2 separate regions of the Mus musculus genome follow, and region 2 is linked to region 1. The links are chromatin contacts, called in public HiChIP or PLAC-seq maps. All regions are on one chromosome and are shown on one strand. Each heading gives the region's core, a stretch centred on a gene start, on an enhancer-like site or on the middle of the called end of the contact. The rest is flanking DNA. Distances are from core to core; before and after follow the strand shown. Region 1 overlaps Cacna1a (calcium channel, voltage-dependent, P/Q type, alpha 1A subunit). Region 2 has its middle 49 kb from the start of Gm51542.

Region 1 (4,625 bases), core at 2,031-4,530:
TGGGGATCAGAGGTAGATAAGGGAACAGGAGGGGTCAGATGTGGGGAGGACAGAGGGAGAAAATACTGGGAGAAGCAACTGGAATGTGGTGGGCATCTCTGGGATGAGCTAGAAATCTAGTGAAAGGAAACTCTGAGGAACTGATGAGGGTGACCCTACCCAAGACTTCTAGCAAAGGGGGATACAGAGCCTGAACTGGCCATCTCCTGTAACCAGGCAAGACTTCCAGTGGAAAGACTGTAACACCAACCCAGCCATAAAACCCATGACCTATCTATATACGAGGTGTGCTGGAATAAAGGGGAGAAATTACAGGAGCAGCCAATAAATCCAGGAGGACCTGGATCAATGACTGGTCCAGCTTGAGACCAATGCCAGAAGAGGGAGCCCACCCCTGACACTGCCTGGAAAGCTAGGAACCAAAGGCTGGACAGCCTTCTAGGATAGAAAATGATTCCTAATGATATTCTGCTATACTCATAGATTGGTGCCTAGCCCAGTTGTTATCAGAGAGGCTTCACCCAGCCAACTGATGGAAACGGAAACCCACGGGCTGACATTAGGCAGAGCCTGGGGAATCCTGCAGAAGATGGAGAGGATTGCAGGAGCCAGAGCGGGTCAAAGACACCACAAGAAGACCCACAGAATCAACCAACCGGGGTTCACAGGGGTTTACAGAGACTCAACTGGCAACTAGGGAGCCTGCATGGGACTGACTAGGCCCTCTGCATGTATGATACAGTTGTGTAGCTTGGTCTTCCTATGGGACTCCTAACAGTGGGAGCAGCAAAGAGTCTCTGACTCTTTGCCTACTTTTGGGACCCTTTTCCTCATACTAGGTTGCCTTGTCTAGCCTTGATATGAGGGGAAGTGCCTAGTGTTACTGCAACTTGATATCCCATATTTAGTTGATATTCTCGAGAGGCTTGCTCTTTACTGAAGGAGTGGATGTGCGGAGGGGAGGTGGTGGGGAGGAGCTGGGAAGAGAGGAGGGAGGAGAAAAGAAAGAAAACAAATATATTTATATAAAAAAAGAAAAAATGCCTTCATAATAGCTATCTGTAGGCCATTTTCTTAATTAGTGATTGATGGAGGAGGGCCCAGTCCATTGTGGATGGTGTTATATCCCTTGACTGGCGGTCCATGGGTCAAAAGCAGAATGGACAAGCCAGAGAGCAAGCCAGTGAGCAACACCTCTCCATGGCCTCTGCATGAGCTCCTGCCTCCAGTGATGAACAGTGATGTGTAAGTGTAAGCTGGGTTAACCCTTTCCTCCCCAAGCTGCTTTGGTCGTGGTGGTTCATCACAGCAATAGTGACCCTAACTAAGATGGCAGCAGCTCCTGTCCTGTTTGGGTTCCTGTCCTGACTTCCTTCAACGATGGCCTCTGACACGAAGCCCTTTCTTCCTCATTCTTGCTTTTGGTCATGGTGTTTCATCACAGCAATGGAGACCCAAACTGAGTTAAGCAGTAAATGCCTGTTGAGACAAAACTCCTGGTCAAGAGAATAGACCTCTTCTCCTCCTCCTCCTCTTCTTTTTTAAAGGCTTATTTATTTATTATATGTAAGTACACTGTAGTTGTCTTCAGACACCCCAGAAGAGAGCATCAGATCTCATTACAGATAGTTGTGAGCCACCATGTGGTTGCTGGGATTTGAACTCAGGATCTTTGGAAGAACAGTCAGTGCTCTTAACTGCTGAGTCATCTCTCCAGCAGCAGCAGCAGCACCACCACCACCACCACCACCAACCACCATCATCATCATCATCTTTTCCTCCTCCTCCTCCTCCTCCTCTTCCTCCTCCTCCTCCTCCTCCTCCTCCTCCTCCTCCTCCTCCTCCTCCTCCTCCTCCTTCTTCTTCTTCTTCTTCTTCTTCTTCTTCTTCTTCTTCTTCTTCTTCTTCTTCTTCTCCCTCTCCCTCTTCTTCTTCTTCTTCCTCTTCCTCCCCCCCCTCCTTTTGTTTTTTTGAGGCAGGGTTTCTCTGTGTAACCCTGGCTGACCTGGAACTCAGAAATCCTCCTGCCTCTGCCTCCCAAGTGCTGGGATTAAAGGCATGCACCACCACTGCCCGGCAACCTTCCTCTTTCTATCTAGGGTGAAAATCTCACATTGCACTTGGGCCAGGTCAATCAAATGGTTAAGGGACTTTCTCTAGAAAGGTGGGCTTACCTTGGACCATGCTTAATCCATAACTTATTATAACAATGGCTTACTGCTATTAGAAACTTCAAATGGTCAATTAATGCTGGCAAAGCTGGGGAGGGAGTATAACAGAGTGGGGATTATAAGACACACTTTCCCCCCTTCTATTAAAAGTAGTTAGCCCAGCAAGAGCTTATGTTTTCTGATTTTTCCTTGTCCCCTTGCACCAACTGGCTAATCACATCAGCTTTTGAAGTGGCTGCCACCAATGGTATGAAATACAGTCAATATCTATGTCAGGGATAAAAGAGAGAAGCTACCTTGGCTAAATCATTTGAGTCTTATTGCGTGCTTTTTATGAAAAGAACTGTCTTGTTTTGTTAGTGTGTCCTTTGCGGGTCAGGGATTATTCTTTGTTTCTAGCATATGTAAGATGGTCTCAGAAGGACTCCCATCTCAAAAGCTGATCAGGAGGATTCAACTAGGTAACACCAGTGACATTCCTTCTAAGCTTGTACTCTGTCCCAGATCCTTGTCCTAAAGAAAGCACTGCTGGGAAGAAGGGACGGAGATTTGGGCAGTACTTAACTTCACCCCAACTGGAGAGTCAGAGGGATCATATTCTCAGGCAGAAGAGTAATGAACACACAGAATGAAGACAGGTCTGAACCCAACCTAAACGGAAGGACAATTCCCCCACGCCCCTCACCGGAAGAGAAGCATGAGCGCTTGGAAGAAGGTCCGGAAGTTATTGTGCTCCGTGATTTGGAATTCATCCTCGTCGCTGTCCTCGTCTTCCCCGTCAATGCCGATGTTGCCAAACACCTGCGGAGTTGGAGGGTGACCATGAGGGCAGTCACAGCCACCCTGGCTCCCTTTGACGCAGGATCCCTCCCGCAGCCCTGGTACCCACGGGTGCGGGGTCACCTGCATCCCGATGATGGCGTAGATGAAGAAGAGCATGGCGATCAGCAGACAGACATAAGGTAGGGCCTGGAGGGAAGGAAGGCAGTGAGAAAGGGCGCCACGCGACTTGCCCAGAGCCTTCTGAACTGGGTCAGGTGATCACGTGCCCCAGGCTACAGGGCTTCGGGACAGGGCCTTCAGAGCTCTGTAGACGCTGGGTGTAGACATCAGACGATTACAGAAGCACTTTCAGTGTGGTTTCCCCATTTTACCCGGAGCTAGGAGGTCTGTTCTGGCCCGGGACGGGCCGGCAGCAGTAGCGGCGGCTGTGTCTCACCTTGAAGGACTGCACGAAAGTCCAGAGGAGAATGCGGATGGTGTAACCCTGGCGGAGGAGTTTGATGAGTCTGGCAGCACGGAAGAGGCGGAGAAAGCTCAGGTTGATGAAGTTATTCTGAGGAGATGAGGAAGAAAGGTGACCTTCCACCCACCCTGAGGAGCTTAGAGTATTCAACACTCACAGAGGCCCCTACATGAAGCCAACCAATAGGAAAAAAGCAAGCCACACCCCAAATGAGGAGGGAGAGGAGAGAAAGCACCGTTAATGCAATGGAGCAGAGGGGAACTCAAAAAATAAATAAATAAAAAAGGAGTGAGGGAGAGGAGGGGGTTAGGGGAGGGAAGAGATATCAACTCAAAAGCTTAAGCCCACCCAGCCAGGCCCACTCACAAGTGGGGAAAAGGTGTGGGAAGGGGGAGGAAAAGAAAGGAACAGGGTCCAGGAGGAAATAACAAAAGAGCACAGAAAAGAAAATACATCCGAATCATCCAATCAGGAAAAAAATCGAGATGGTTTTTATTTCTCCCAACAACCAAATGCACTGAGACGATAGGACACAAGCGGGTCAAGTTGCAGAACCCAGCACAAGAGTACAAAGCACAGACACGGGCGGGGTGGGGGAAGGGCACCAGCACACGCAGGCCTAGGGGGCAAGTGCGGTTCCGAGGGCATGTTACGCTCGGGGCCAGAAATGCATCTGTCCTGGGACTCACCGGGCACCCTGCCCTGCCCTGCCCTGCCGAGCTGCCCACCCGCTCCTGCCCGCCCTGACCTCACCCCACGGCCCAGAGGAGCAGCGGCTGGAGCCAATGGGGAGAAGCGGAAGGGCATCTTTTCTTACCCCCTTGGCGAGCGGGAATGGGGAGGACGGGAGGGAGCTGGGGCTGTTCGGCTGCAGGGTGAGTCCTCGCTGCCCGCTGAGTCGGAGAAGATGCATTAGGGGCCCTTTTCCCCCCTCTCAGGGATGGCTTCTCAGCTTCTGGGGCTGGGTGGTGTCTCGGGACCAGGCCTGCGGGAAGCAGGAAGGTCTCAGCTCCCAGGGCGAGTGAGCTCTGATCAGCCCAGGGCCTACCAAGGGGCCGCTGCTGCGGGTGGGGAGATGAGGCTATTCTTGGCCCCTGGACTTCCCTAGGTGGGCCCTGCCTGTCCTCCAAACCCAGGTCTAGTCACTGCCTCTGGCCTCCCTCCCAGGCTGTTAGTGAAGAGAGACAGTGGCTGGAAACTGTGGGCAA
Region 2 (4,715 bases), core at 981-3,480, 780 kb after region 1:
AGAAGTTTCTTCCACTCTTGCAGTTTCTGTAAAATGGAGTTTTGTCTTACTTAACCGTCTGATAGACTAGACAGATCATTCGGTCAACATTTCCCACAGTGGGAAACCCTACACGTGGGCAGAGCTGTTGGGTTCCCCAAATATTGCTGAACACATTTGAACTCAGGAGATGTAGCCCAGAAGAAACAAACAAGCAGACACTGCTCAGGGAAAATGCTCCTCAGATGAGATGGACCCATGGCCTGTGTCCCCTAGTTCACTGTCCACCTTCCTTGCCTGCCCTCCATGGCCAGGACAAGGGGTATGGAAAAACAGACGTCAACCATTTAAAGGGGCTGGCACCACTTTCCTTCGAATGAATGTTCAAATTCAGACATTTCTCTTATTATCTTCTGCCAAGGGAAAAAATTAATAACACAGCACAGTATAAAATACTAAATTAAAGGCATTTTGGAACCAGCAATTATTTCATAAGCTTCTCCTTTATTGCCACGCTAATGTGCCTAATTGCTGTCTTAATGAGGACATTAATTTCTGGCTAATGTGATGTTATTATAGAAATTGCAGTCGATCTCTTAAAAGGGGGAAAAGTGCTAGAAAGCTGTCCCAAGAGGCAAGGGATCTGGTCACCCCAAGGTGGAGGTGCAAAGGAGAGAGGCGGAGATGGCGTAGGAATCCAGGCATGACCAAGATGCAGGAGCGAAGGAAAGAAAGGGAAGAAAGGGGCCACTGGGAGTGGGCAGCTGGGGACAGCGCTGGCAGAGCCAGCTGCTGCTATGCCTGGGGACCCAGCGAGAACAAACGGAGTGGAAGGAATCTGGAGAGCGGCGGTGAGACCTGCTGCTGGTGCATTGTGCAGTATGGACACTAGCGGCCACTCAGGGGTGGGGCTGCAGCATTGGCTATCACAACCAACGTTTGCAATAAATACCACTGTTCTCATCTGTTAGATGGAGAGATGGAGGCACAGAGAGGTTGAATAATTTATCCCAAAACACATGGGGAGTGTGTAGTGAGGGTGGGATTTGAACCCACCCCATCAAGTTTAACTGCAGAGCTGTGCAGCCTCTCGGCTGAACTCTGGCATGACAGACAGTAAGGATGGCAAGATGCGGAGGGATGAGGGCGTGGCTCATTGTCAGAGTGAGTGAAGAGTCTGTGGGATTTTCAGGTCCATTCCCAGAAGATGATGGATGGATGGATGGATGATAGATAGGTAGGTAGATAGGTAGATAGATGATAGACAGACACATTTCTAAACCAATTGGAGAAACAGTGTGAAGTACTTCTCTGAGCCAACACTGACACTCCCACAGGATGCCAAATGCTCTACCTTGGGAAGAGAGGGATGGATGTAAAGTTGCAGGTGAGCACTCCCTGACCTGAAAGGGAACACAAAGAAGGCTAAAGGCTTGGGCTGGAGATGGACTGTAGTGCTCTCTGAATAGGAATCCACTACAGGCCACATAACACAGCCACCAGAGGGAAGTGACTGGAGGTCAGAGCAGTCTCTAGGATTGGGTGGATGGTATGGCCCCTCACTGTGGGATTCTAGGCCGGAGTTCTAGCTGAGCCATGTTCCCAGCCATGCCCCCAGTCGGGAGAGTCTAGACAGGGGTTCTACTACTGAGCCACACTGCCAGCAGGCACTGAGCTGCCTCTGAGTCCCGAGTCTCTTACTGGGCATTCTAGGCAAGAGCTCTACCACTAAGCCATCTGTCCAGCCCTGATGGGATTCTTGCTAGAGGTTCTACTTCTCAGTTCTTTTCCATTTCACCTGAGACAGAGTCTCAACTCTGTAGCCCAGGCTAGCCTGCTCCTCCACCTCAGCCTCCTGTCCTAGGCCCCTTGTCGCCAGTGTTAATGACAGTAGCTGAAGCCGGGTGCAGGAGCTGGCACTGCTGCTATTTGATCTAACTATCTCCTCCTGGGGCGTGAGGCTTCACTCTGTCCCCAGCATGCTGTTCAGAGCCAGGCTGGGAAATGTGTGGGTCTCAAGGGCTCTGCCCTTAGCCCTGGATTAATATGTTGGTGAGTCTATAACTTGATGAACTGTTGGTAGGTGTTGGATGCTGGATGGCACTCTAGGCAGATGCAGTGGGATTGTTCTAGTTAGGTTCTCAGCTGCTATACTAAAACATAGACCAAAACCAACTTGGAGCCGGACACAGTGGTGCTCACCTTTAATCCCAGCACTCAGGAGTCAGAAGCAGGTGGATCTTTGTTAAGTTTCAGATCAACCTGGTTTACATAACAATTTGCAGGCCAGAGCTACATAGAGAAACACCCCACCCCCACCCCCACCCCTACCCCACCCCACCCCCGCCACTCTTCTCAAAACCAAACAGGGGCTAGAGAGATGATGCAGTCATTACAAGTACTGTCTGCTCTTCCAGATGACGCAGGTTCTATTTCCAGGACCCATAAGACAGCTCGTAACTCTCTGTAACTCCAGCTCCAAAGAGTCCTCTCTGGTCTCCTTGGACACCAGGCAGACAAGTGGTACACACAAACATGCAGACAAAACACCCATACTTACCAAATAAAGATAAAACTCTAAACAAACAAAGCAGCAGCAAAGATGCCTTGTGGAGGAGAGGGTTTACTTCATCTTGCACCTCATGGTTTGCACCTCATCATTGAGAGCGTCAGAGAAGACACTCGATGCAGGGCATGATGCAGAGGCTCCCGGGAGAGGATGCTTCCTGGCTTCCTGGCTTCCCTGGGGATGCTGGCTCCCCAAGACTTCCGCAGTGTGATTTCTTATACAACCCAGGACCAACCTGGGGTTCCAGACCAACCACCCACAGTGGGCCAGGCCCTCCCACATCAATAATTAAAAAGGAAAACACCACAGTGGGCCAGGCCCTCCCACATCAATAATTAATTAAGAAAATGCCCCACAGTCTTGCCTATAGGACAGCCTAATGGAGGCAATTCCTTAATTAAAGTTTCTTCCCAAATGACCCCAAGGTTTGTGTCAAGTTGACAAAAACCAGCACAGGACTGCTGGGGTTTGTCTTGGCGGAGTATATATAGCTTGCCTTTTGCCCCTTTGTTTCTCTGGTCACCATAAGGGAAACGGCCTCCAGCCACCGAGGCTCACTGTCCATGTCTGCTCCACCTCAGGCCCAGAACACAGAACTGTGTGACTGGCCTTAGATGAGCCAGGAGCCCATATAAGGCCTTTCCACTTTCCCTTCCTTCTGTGCATGTCCTGTAACAGTGAGAGAGGCTAAGGCAGATTTTGTGGGTGGGGTTCCTGATACTTGACAGCCTAGCCAACAGACTAAGACAAGAACTAGATAACTAATACCTGGTTTCCAACTGATGATCAGATTATATCCAGATAACACCAGTTGAAAACTGAAGATAGAAATTGAAAGTGGGTTTTATCTTCTCATTTGTTTGAGACAGTGTCTGATGCCCTGACTATCCTCAAACCTCATACAAAACCAAGGATGGCCTTGAACTTCCTATTCTCCTGCCTCTGTGTGCTGGAATGGAAATGTTTTAATCACAGCAAAAGAAACCCCACAGTCAGGCAGTGGTGGCGCACTCCTTTAATCCCAGCACTTGGGAGGCAGAGGCAGGCGGATCTCTGAGGTGGAGGCCAGCCTGGTCTACAAAGTTGAGTTCCAGGACAGCCAGGGCTACACAGAGAAACCTTGTCTCGAAAAAACAAAATAAAAAGAAAGAAAGAAAAGAAGAAAGGAAGAAAGGAAGGAAGGAAGGAAGAAAGAAAGGAAGGAAGGGAGAGAGAGAGAGAGAGAGAGAGAGAGAGAGAGAGAAAGAAAGAAAGAAAGAAAGAAAGAAAGAAAGAAAGAAAGAAAGAAAGAAAGAAAGAAAGAAAGAAAGAAAGAAAGAAAGAAAGAAAGAAAGAAAAGAAAGAAATTGGACCTTGCCATGTTGTTTTGGGATGTATTCTGGAAGGACTTTGGAACTTTGGGCTGGAAAAGCCATAGAGCGCTCAGAGCTTAATGGGTTGTTATGGGAGCTTAGAAGATTCTGAGGGCAACACAGAAGTGGAGGCCTGGCTTGTGAACTTTCAGAGGGAAGCAAAGATTCTATCACTGCAGTTTTGGTGCTGTTTTGATTAAGAATCTGTGGTTCTGATCGGCTGGGTCTGAAGAATCGGCTGTGATTAACAAGATCCCAGAAACACGAGGTGAAACTTTTGTGTAAGTTACTGAGACAGCAGATGCCGATCAGCTGGGGCTGAGAAACTAGTGGTCATTAAGACGAGACTAGCATCACTGAGGTAAAACCTTCTGGGAGGTGTTTCCTCATGGCCTGCATATAAGTTGTAGTCCAGAAGGGGCCAACTGTATCTCATGCTGACAGCTGAGGCTGGTAATGTGTAAGAGTTTCTCATATGATTAAAGGCATAAGGGGGTCTGGGACAACAGCTGAAGCTTGGTTCTGTGAGAGACCATTAGTTAGGTAGTAGTGGACTGAAGAGGTAATGGAGAGAGGCCCAGAGTCCCTGAAAAAAAAGCCCAGGAGAGGCTACCAGTAAAGGTGTATCCCAGTTCCAATGGAGAACCCAGCATTTTGGAGATCCCAGGACTATGGGACAACCTCTAAGCACAGTCACAGGTGTAGAGTATAAGTGGCTTGTGTCTACAAGGTGCATGTGCTACAAGGTGGATGGCACACTCAGAGAAGTCTGCTGCCATGGCATGTGGATCTCAGAAGATTGTGAATGGGTCCCA

Evidence for each region. HiChIP or PLAC-seq counts read pairs in DNA pulled down with a chosen protein or histone mark.
Region 2: a contact with region 1 is called in an H3K27ac HiChIP or PLAC-seq map of embryonic stem cells, with 4 times the contacts expected there. The contact joins two enhancer-like sites. A contact is called at or near these places in 1 of 39 promoter capture datasets (embryonic stem cells), 1 of 15 datasets of contacts at CTCF or cohesin (the NIH/3T3 cell line), 21 of 484 Hi-C or Micro-C datasets (the Ba/F3 cell line, ECoMG myeloid progenitors, the G1E-ER4 cell line and 10 more), 9 of 115 datasets of contacts at active chromatin or transcription factors (astrocytes and embryonic stem cells) and 1 of 9 other capture datasets (embryonic stem cells).

Annotation. Positions count from the first base shown.
Region 1 is chr8:84,600,271-84,604,895 of GRCm38.p6, reverse strand. It overlaps Cacna1a (calcium channel, voltage-dependent, P/Q type, alpha 1A subunit), which reads right to left. Exons shown (of 47, transcript NM_007578.3): 32 at 3,391-3,507; 33 at 3,075-3,140; 34 at 2,857-2,972. Among named protein-coding and RNA genes, the nearest start is that of Gm32854, 14 kb to the right of the region's middle. Within about 2 kb of position 3,280, at least 72 of the 459 cell types and tissues checked have an H3K27ac peak or open chromatin away from gene starts, as enhancers often do. A contact at or near this core is called in embryonic stem cells, where this site is marked.
Region 2 is chr8:83,816,831-83,821,545 of GRCm38.p6, reverse strand. No RefSeq gene overlaps it. Among named protein-coding and RNA genes, the nearest start is that of Gm51542, 49 kb to the right of the region's middle. Within about 2 kb of position 2,230, at least 8 of the 459 cell types and tissues checked have an H3K27ac peak or open chromatin away from gene starts, as enhancers often do. A contact at or near this core is called in embryonic stem cells, where this site is marked.